2 separate regions of the Zea mays genome follow, and region 2 is linked to region 1. The links are chromatin contacts, called in public Hi-C maps. All regions are on one chromosome and are shown on one strand. Each heading gives the region's core, a stretch centred on a gene start, on an enhancer-like site or on the middle of the called end of the contact. The rest is flanking DNA. Distances are from core to core; before and after follow the strand shown. Region 1 holds the start of LOC100283234 (50S ribosomal protein L4-like). Region 2 holds the start of LOC100281283.

Region 1 (4,523 bases), core at 1,223-3,722:
TTCCTCAACGACTACACGGTGAAGGACAAGTTCCCAATCCTCGTCGTCCCCGTCGTTGATGAGCTCCTTGACGAGCTCCATGGCGCCCATTTCTTCATAAAACTGGACCTACGCTCCGGGTACCACCAGATCCGCATGCACACAGGCGACATCGAGAAGACCGTGTTTCACACCCACCATGGCCACTTTGAGTTTCTGTTGGTGCCAGTTGGGTTGGCAAACACGCAGGCAACATTCTAGAGCCTCATGAATGAAGTCACGCAGCCCTTACTCCGTTGGTTTGTCCTTGTTTTCTTTGATGTATTCTCATCTACAACGACTCGTGGTCAACTCATCTGCAACACGCCTTTTTCGACGCCTCCATGCACACTCCCTCTTTGGCAAGCTCTCCTTTGGCATGACGTCCGTCGCATACCTAGGGCACGTCATCTCCGTAGATGGCGTAGCCATGGATGGAGACAAGGTGGAGGCCGTCACGTCTTGGCTGCACCTTCCTGGGCCTTATGGGGTACTACAGGAAGTTCATATAGGAATTCGACCTCATCGTGGCGCCACTCACCAGCTTGCTAGGGAAGGACACCTTCCACTTGTCACCGAAGGCTGAGACGACCTTCACCGCACTCAAGCGCGCACACTCCACTGTGTCGGTCCTCCATCTGCCAGTCTTCGATACCTTGTTCGTCGTGGAGTGTGACGCGACGAGCATAGGGTTCGGCGCTATCCTTCAGTAGGGCGCAGGACCACTGGCCTACTTCAGCTGACCATTCGTGCCATGACACCAGAAGATCGCCGCCTACGAACGAGAGCTCATCGACTTGGTGCAAGTCGTGCGTCATTGGCGCCCATATCTCTGGGGGCGCCGGTTACTCATCTGCACCAACCACTTTAGCGTGAAGTTCCTGCCTGATCAACGCCTCTCAACGATCCTGCGGCACCAGTGGGTGAGCAAGTTGTTCGGCTTCAACTTCACGGTGTAATACTGCCCCAGTTGTCTCCATACGGTCGACCACGCCCTCTCCCGCCGTGACACCGACATCATTGGCCGCCACAACAATTGTGTCTTGTTTTTGTTTCTTTGCAGGTTGGCTCTCTCATGAAATTTGTGGTTGTCCTATTTTATGTTGAGGCGTGTCTGCCATTCAGACAAAACCATCTTATTTCCCTTCAATGCAAGGCAGAGCTCCTGCCACTCTCTTTTAGAAAAATGAGAAATATGGTAAGAGGTGCATTTTTATTCAGCAAAACATAGTCCTGTACAAAACCGATATTCAAACCCCATGTCTTGGTCCTTGAGTAGTGTGGTTTTATGCCATTCAAATTTACATTGTAGATAAAATGTTCCCCAAAATAATGGTGATGCAATTCAATCCAATCGGCATTACTGCTTCGTAGCACTACCATTTGCTATTCTCCTTCAACCTGTTGAGACATGTACTAACTGAAGGATAGCAGTTACTAGCAGAGAGCCCATATATGGCCAGTACAGGAATAATCAAGCAGCGCACTGCAACCAGCAAAGCATACTCTGTAGCTATGTACCTGGAGCAGCATCTGCTGTGGTGCCTTCTTCTGCTTCTTGCTCGACCAGTTCCTCCTCGCCATCATCCTCGTCATCAGTATAGTAGTCATCGGAAACACTGGCTCCGTACCTGGAGTTGAGGTAGTCTACAGCAGCAGGAGTAAAGAAGAGCTTGCGTGCGTCGAGTATGTCGTACAGGTTCAGCGTCCTGGGTGTGAGCATTTTGAGGGAACCAATGTTCCTGCCGCTGAGCCGCACATTGTCGTCGAAGTCCGTGGCAAAGAACATGGCTTTCTGCTTCGGGTCAAGCCCCCACCGCTGCAAAGCGGCCACGAAATCCCTGGTCTTGGGCCCCGACGCGAAGGCCTCCTCGAACTCCTCGACAACGAAGGCGTCCTTGGCGGCGCTCACGATGGCAGTGGAGATGGCAAGGCGCTTCTCCTTGCGGTTGATCTTGATGGACCAGTCGCGGGGCTTGGGGCCGAACACGACGCCACCGCCGGGACGAAGCGGGGTACGCTGCGACCCCCGCCGCGCCTTCCCCGTCTTCTTCTGCTGATAGGGCTTCCTCCCTCCGCCTCTGACCTCGCCGCGGGTGAGCGTGGAGGCCGTGCCTCGGCGCGCGTTCTGGCGGTCGGTGATGATAGCGCGGTGCACGACAGCGCGCGCGGTGGAGGGTGGCGCGGATTTGAGGTCGAGGGTTACCTCCCCGACCTTCTCTCCGGTGAATGAGAGCACGGGGAGGGTGGCCGCCTCGGCGCGCAGCGCGCGGAGGACGGAGACAGCCGCCCTCGTCCTGACGGCGGCGTGTGGAGTGACGGCAGCGGAGGAGGGTGGGAAAAAGGAGGTGGATGAGGAAGAGAGGAAGGGGGAGGAGGACGAGGAGAGCGAGAGGAGGAGAGGGGAGACTACGGCGGCGGCTGGCATTGTGCCGGCTTCGCTGCGCTAGGTACGGGACTACGGGGTGAGGCGAGGACGATGGCTCTGACGCTCTGCCTCTGCAGCTGCCGCTTCTCTATCCCTTTGTTATCCACCCGTTCGGTTCGGCCACTCCTCCCCAGACAGACTCGTAGTCCCTACTTGCCAACGCCACAAGAAGGCACACTGTCAACTGTCTCAGGAGTCACCGAGTCAGGTCTCATGCCGAGTCGGCTAGTCGCAGTCGCACTTCACAAGTTTGAGTAATTTTTCCTTAAAAATCCATTAATATTACAAGTAATGAAAGGGCATTTGCCGTGTTAAGTGAATTTATTTGCTTGCAGTTTGCTAAAACTGGTTGACACGGGACGGGAGGAGACGAAACCGTGCCTGTGCACTTAAGTCAGCTGCACCTGCAGACTCAACTGCAAGTGCCCAATGCTTTCAGCACAGCTGGGATAGATAAAGGGTGAAAACGAATCTTCAGAAATTCTAGGTAAAAAGGATTAGGCTATCCGCAACCGTTACCCCTAAATTTTTCCCCCTATATCACTTTTCCCCCCTATTTTTCTCCCTATTTTTTCATCTCCCGCAGCGGTTCCCCCTAAATACTCCCCTATACCCCACTACAACTATAAAATATCATTTTCTATATCAACTATTAATTTTTTATCTACTAACAATTACTCGTGGACCCACAGCACAGTGTTTAGGGTGATGAACAGTGACACGCTAGATCTGGGGGGAGATAGAAGGGTGCCGACGCGTAGGGGGCGCTGTAGGGGGCACCGCTGCGGCCGTAGGGTGCCCCCTACAGACGGCATGCAAGGGGAGGGGGAGTGCTAGCGGTGACCGCTGCGCACAGCCTTAATCAGAAGTTCTACGTTCCCTTGGCTTCCTGATGATAACCAACTTGCACGCGTCTCCTTACCGACAAGGTAACAAGCAAAGTCATGCAGGTCAAGAAACCTGAATAGATGACTGCGGATTGCATTCTCATGATAGTTTTTTTTTCCAGATATTCTGCCACCCTTGCACAAACCATAAGGTAAAAGCAAGTCAGGAAATCAGAAGTTTAGAGCAGATGGCCGAAGTTCAAATTATCATACTTATTTATTTTCTTCTGTTTCGATCTTCCACGATACATTCTACATGAATGATACAAATATCTATCCAACATAGTCTTTGGTCCCTACGTGAATCATACTGGCTATTGTGTAACCTACAGTTGACATATCCAAAGCAGAGGCGAGCTCTATAGCTTGTCGACCTTGTTTACGGTTTATGCGGATAATAAATGGCTTTTTAGGATGATATACTAACGCTTGCGATGCCCGTAGTTCATCTTGATGACTTTGATGGTAGTTTCTTAACCAGACTAGTGTTACCAGTTACCAATAGTCGAGCACCCTTCACCAGCTCCTCCTTAATCATAAAAAGCAAAGCAGAAGCAAAAACACTTTGCACAATTTTTGTGCCCATTCCTTTGTACATCCCTGACAGACCCTCATATCGTACCATCTTTGTGAACGCATCAAGTGTACCTGAGCGCAAGAATGGCACATTAAGATCTTCAATAGTTTGTCAGTAACAGCAAGAAATGGCGTGGCAAGTTAAATATTATTCAATACCAATCCAGTAACAGCAAGAAATGAGACCTGATTAAAGAAAGACAAAAGGTAGAGAACTTCCGTACCTTTGTAGCGATGCCTCTTGTCATCGTTAATCATGTGCTTTGCCTGAAGTCTTGCCTGCACGAAGAAAAGGCTTGATTTATGGTATGCACTCAAATATGCAAGTGAACAACTGTGGTTATCACCAATCCAATAATTAATCACCTTAACAACTAGAAGGGGATACGTAACGACGGTTGCACCAAGTTTCGCAACAGCACCAAGAAGAAAAATCTGAATAAGAATGTTTGCAATGTCAGGTTAGAGTTTTATCATAAACCATAGGAATACTAGTATAGATGGGCAGATGAAAGTGCCAAATTATCTCCAACATCTAGAGTCAAACATATAGCAACCAATACATGTCCCAGACAAACAGGCTTTCAAGTCACTTTTTTTCCACCACAGACAAA
Region 2 (5,142 bases), core at 2,135-4,634, 290 kb before region 1:
CATCTATAAGGCTATCTTCGACAACATTACTCATTATATCTCATATTTCAAATTCTACGTTGTAAATAATAGTCTATAATATAAAATAGTGTTCCATGTGGCCATATACACGGTTGCTGGTCCCATTCATCTAAATTCTAACCAAACAGACAATATGAATATCTATATCTCTAAATCTATAGATGGTCATATCCCATTATTTTTGACCTCAAACCAAACACATATAGGTTATATAAGGCTGTCTCCAGCAACGTCTCCTAAATTTCATCATCTAAAAGAATATTCTCTATATTTTACATCACTCTCTAAAAGATTATGTACTCTATATCTTCATCTCCAGTAATATTCTCTAAATTTCATCCTCTATATCAACAGTGTTACCAGATTTGGTATTCTATATTATTTATTACCGCTCGTCAGCACGTGAACGCAGACACATGAATCAGTAGTGTATAGAGAACTACCGTACACCATGTATACATAGCGTAGGCATGCCGTCCTCTAAATTTTAGAGGACCTTTTAGAGTCTTTTGTTGGAGGGATAACGGATCTGACAAACCTCTATATTTAAAGGACATGGGCTTTTATATTTAGAGGACAAGAGCTTTTATAGGTTCTCGCTGGAGCCGGTCTAAGATGCACGTACGTTTTATATTATATTTACGAGAAACAAGGGAAACTTTACAGCCGGCTTATGTTCGTGCTTGAAGAATCTTTGTGAGAGTATGATAGGTCAGATATTAATAGTGTAGTTAGGCTTATGCTCGTGCTTCAAAAATCTTTGTGAGTATGATGAGTCTTCAACCTATCGCATACTTTATTTTAAATTTCACTCTACAGACAATGCAATTTACAATACAGTGTTTTGCACAATCATATAAAGTTTACTGGAGATAGCCTTAACCCTTGTCTGAGATAGCTTCTTCAATTTCCCTTTCTGGGAGAAAGAAACCTCCCAAAAATGGGTCGCTTTTTGACCTATATCTAGAGAAAAGAAAGTTCACTCAACCAACTCAACCAAAAAGAACCTTTTAGTTTGACCATTTACCAAACCAGATTGCATAGTACTAAAGACAACAAAACAACATAGATAATATATTGATCAATAAAGGCAAGATACCCGATTTCAGTGAAGATTTCACTACTTGATGCACAACAGTTTCATTGAAAATGACAGCAATTCCATGGTTCGCTGATATGATCCAGCTAGCACAGCAGAGGATACCAAAATAGAGTAGTAGTCTAGTATCCTCGGGGCATAGATGGAATAACATACATCACGCGGTTTTAAGTAGAAACAGGAGGCTTCCCAACTCTCTCGCCTCCAAACCCCCACTGTTTAAATGGCGTGGTCAGGAGGAGGAATCAGAGGCCGGTTGTTCTGGCTGTGCTTCAGCAGCGCGCTTGACGGACGCGCACTTGATCAAGTGGTTGTAGCTTCCCTTCTCCTTGAAAAGTTGGGAGAAATGGTGTTTGCAGTAGAGGATGCCCTCCAAGGCTGCATAGTTGGAAGGTGTAATCGCGCAGCCCCCGTGGGAGCATTTGAAGCATGACTTATGGTAGGACTTCTCTTCGACTGTTACCTGCAATGTTTTTAACAGCCATGCATTAGAACCACTGTCCACATAAGAGTTTTGATAACTCAAGGCAATCAAGAAAGGATAATTAGACGAATTAAGGTGAACAAAGATTTGGTTTTATTATTAAATGGAGCAAAATTTAGGCTGTCAGCACGACCTGGGTAACATGACTAGAAGGGGACGAGTATTTGTTCAGTTGTGAAAGCCATTGGAACCCATGGTGATTGACCCTGAGATGTTCCATAGCAAATACTGACCTTGATGAACTACTGAATTAGATGCCACAAGCTACATCCCAAAATTTTGAGAGGAAATAATGAAAAGTACAACAACATAATGTGATCAAAATTACCTTCTCAAGAGGATACGCAGTTTTACCACAAGTCGCACACTTGTCTTGTGTTCCTGAAAACATCCTTGCAGCTTTGCTTGGTGATCTGGTCTGGATAGCAGATTTTGGACAAACTTGTCACTTCTTCATTTCAAAATACAATCAGACAAAAAAACGAACGCGTACATGCTGGAACTCACCAGCTCAGGGGCCAACTTTTCCGGAGTAATCTTTGCAGCTGAAAGAAGTACACCACGAGCATCAGATCACAGAAACACAAAAACTTGTATTTGCATGCCAATGGTTTCGGTAGTGAATGAAAGCGTACGTGACTGTGATTGGAAGCTCTTGTTGTAACTCCCGGTCTCCTTGAACAGCTGCTCGAAATGGGTCTTGCAGTACGGCACTCCTTCGAACGAGGAATAGTTGCTCAGCTGTCAAAGGCGAAAAGGATGAAGACGGAGATTGTCAGACCTCGCAGAGCTGCTTATCTTTGCCTAGACATCGACAGGTCGTCCTAAGTAGAAGATCAGATAAGAGTGTCCATTTGCATGGATTCCCTGCCCAATCCTCTTTCACCAAGTTAGCGAATGGGAAACGGACAAAGTCATGACCTCTCCTGGGCGTAGAATTTTCCTGGTACTAGGAAACTCGCACCAGATCTGTTCGCTGCGGCAATTCGCAGATCTACTACCCGATGCTACATTGCATCACCCTACAGATCCATCCACCTACCCATTAGAAGAGAGAAGAGCATGGGCAAGGCAAAGGGAACGTACTGAGAGGGTAGACTTGCAGTGCTGGCACTTGAAGCAGGAGCGGTGGAAGACGACGCCGTCGGTGGAGAGCTGGTCCATCGGGTACACCGTCTTGGTGCACACCTTGCACTTCTGCTGCGTCCCGCTAAACATCTTCCTCCCGAGCACCGGTCAACCCCCCCTTCGGTCTCTGTCTCACGGCGGCCGGCGAGATCTGAGAGGCCGCCGATCCGGCCTTGGCCTGCGCGCGCGTGGGATGGAGAAGGAGAACGAACGCCTCCCCGGGCGTCCCGATTGCCGCGTTTATATACGCAGGAGGCAGGAGCACGAGACGCGATTAAGCGAGGGAGTTATGACGGGTTCGTCTCCCCCAACTCGCCCGCGCGCTCCTCACTTTTGCCGCGGCGGAAAGGAAAAGACAGCACCAAACAAGCGACGACGGGGGATGGGAATCGGAAGATGGAGGCACAGCACAGCACAGCCAGCACAGTGCCTACCTGCTGCTCATTAAACTAATGAGCAATTATTACTACCACCATTAGTGCGCATTCGAGGAGGAAGCTCCGTGCACAGGATGCTCTGATGGTTTGGGTCACTGGTGGCGGGGCCACAAGCGGGTGGGACCTACGTGTCGGTGAGTAAGGAGTTCCGCAGCTCAGCTGCGGTGGGGGGACCGGGAAGAAGTACGGGAGAAGCAAGCACTGGTGACTGCTCGGATGGCCCATGGGTGGAGGGGCGAGCGGGACCTAGGCGTCATAATCTGTGGCGTGGCGGCCTGGCTGCCTGGCGGGAGATATTATTGCCCGGGCAGGCGACCAGGCGCGGTGCGGCCCACGTCGGCCAGCCTTTTTTTCCGGCTGCACTCGTCGGACTATCCTCTTGTCTTGTTTCTTCATGATTGGCAGTTCGGTTCAGAACTGGCTAGCTGCAGCCTGCAGCGCATTGTATGGCATTGGCATGGCATTCAAGTCTCTCGCCTCTCTTTTCTTCTGCTTTTTTTCTCCAATTTTTAACGAGACTGAAAGGACGAAGCGTATGCATTTTTTATACGCGCCGTACTGTCAGGGAGAGTGGTTGACAATAGGGCCGAGGGAGGAAGCTAGTCGTTTCGATTATAATCGAACATTCTGATTATTTATATTCGAGCATATTTAAATATATTTATATTAAAATATGAATATTGTCAAAGGTGTGTTATCCGATTCGACATCGGAGGACACTAGTACTACCTAAAGCTGTGTCAACAGATCGTACATATGGATATGGCCGTGTAAAATACTGTTTTTTTCATTGTTTATAGAGTAAAAGTTCGAAATAAGAGGTGAGTAAAGTTCGAAAGAAGAGGTGAGGTGTGAGATAGGATTGGTAAATTGTTGGAAACAACTATAGTGATGATCGTTTGTGGGTGGTCCTGGAGTTGACCAATTGTGTAGTTCATAGATGAAATTAAGCCTAATGTACAAAGTTTAAGAGTTGAAACAATCAATTTCGTGATTCTAAGTTGAAAATGACTTCAAAATATAAATTTAAGAACTAAACTGGTCATTTTAAGAGTTCAAGGACCAATGTGAGCCTTGGACGGTAGTTGATGGACGAACACCTTGACTTAAACTGAAATAAGGTTAGAAAAAACCCAATCATATCCGATAAAGATATAGTTAGTTCGTTATAGTTGTTATGCATACAAGTTATATGTCTCGTTGTGACATGCACATGCCATGTTTGCAAATCTTACTAGAGAACATGTCGATGTGGATGCTAGTAGGCTATATCTCTACTTGTCAATATGTGTTGTTGTGGACGGACACGTGGTAGTAAAGGACTAAAAAGAAGGCTACTAGAGAGTGTGGGGGTATAGGCGACAAGGTGTTGAACCTAAACATGATCAGGAACCAACACGTGGGCAGTTTAGAGAGGTTTAGATTGCGGTGTGCATAATAGCATACGTGCTCTTGCTACTAATCGATTGATAAACACAAAAGCGACCTTTATGTCTTCCATAAGATGTTGTGTGCTCGATCTCCTCTATGTGAACCAAGCGCCCAAGCCTCTATGTGGGTGAGAGTCATTAGGGTCCGGGACAGAGAGATAACATATCTCTAAATTATGAACTAAGTTATTTCTATAAAACACACATTATTCACAACAAACTCACGTTATTATCGATCACCAAAATGGAACTAGAACCTAAAACCTTTTAATGTCTACTAGTGGAGCTGGTCACCGAAAATCCAGATTTAAGTCTTAGTGGTCTATCTCAAACATACACGTACAATAAAAGAGAAGTGACACATCCCAAATCCATCATAAATCCCACGTCTCATGCAAGAACATGATAATTTATATATATTCCGGTCAGCCATGCTTTGAACATGATGATCGATGAGCGCTAAGCTCTAAAAAAACAACACGACGGATGAATGCTAATAATTCGATATCAAGCATTAGACTGACTCCTACGCGAGTCTATAAA

Evidence for each region. Hi-C and Micro-C count contacts between places; a contact is called where the count stands out from the background.
Region 2: a Hi-C map of tassel shows a contact between it and region 1, with 2.2 times the contacts expected there. The contact joins the promoter of LOC100281283 here to the promoter of LOC100283234 in region 1. A contact is called at or near these places in 2 of 25 Hi-C or Micro-C datasets (ear and tassel).

The regions. Positions count from the first base shown.
Region 1 is chr1:38,265,626-38,270,148 of Zm-B73-REFERENCE-NAM-5.0, reverse strand. It overlaps LOC100283234 (50S ribosomal protein L4-like), which reads right to left and starts at 2,472. Exons shown (of 2, transcript NM_001374454.1): 1 at 1,540-2,472. The coding sequence starts at 2,446. LOC100285700 reads right to left here. Exons shown (of 11, transcript NM_001158591.2): 9 at 4,276-4,344; 10 at 4,134-4,188; 11 at 3,512-3,981. The coding sequence ends at 3,779.
Region 2 is chr1:38,551,117-38,556,258 of Zm-B73-REFERENCE-NAM-5.0, reverse strand. It overlaps LOC100281283, which reads right to left and starts at 3,384. Exons shown (of 5, transcript NM_001154201.1): 1 at 2,691-3,384; 2 at 2,240-2,345; 3 at 2,112-2,149; 4 at 1,933-2,022; 5 at 1,128-1,583. The coding sequence starts at 2,822. The coding sequence ends at 1,353.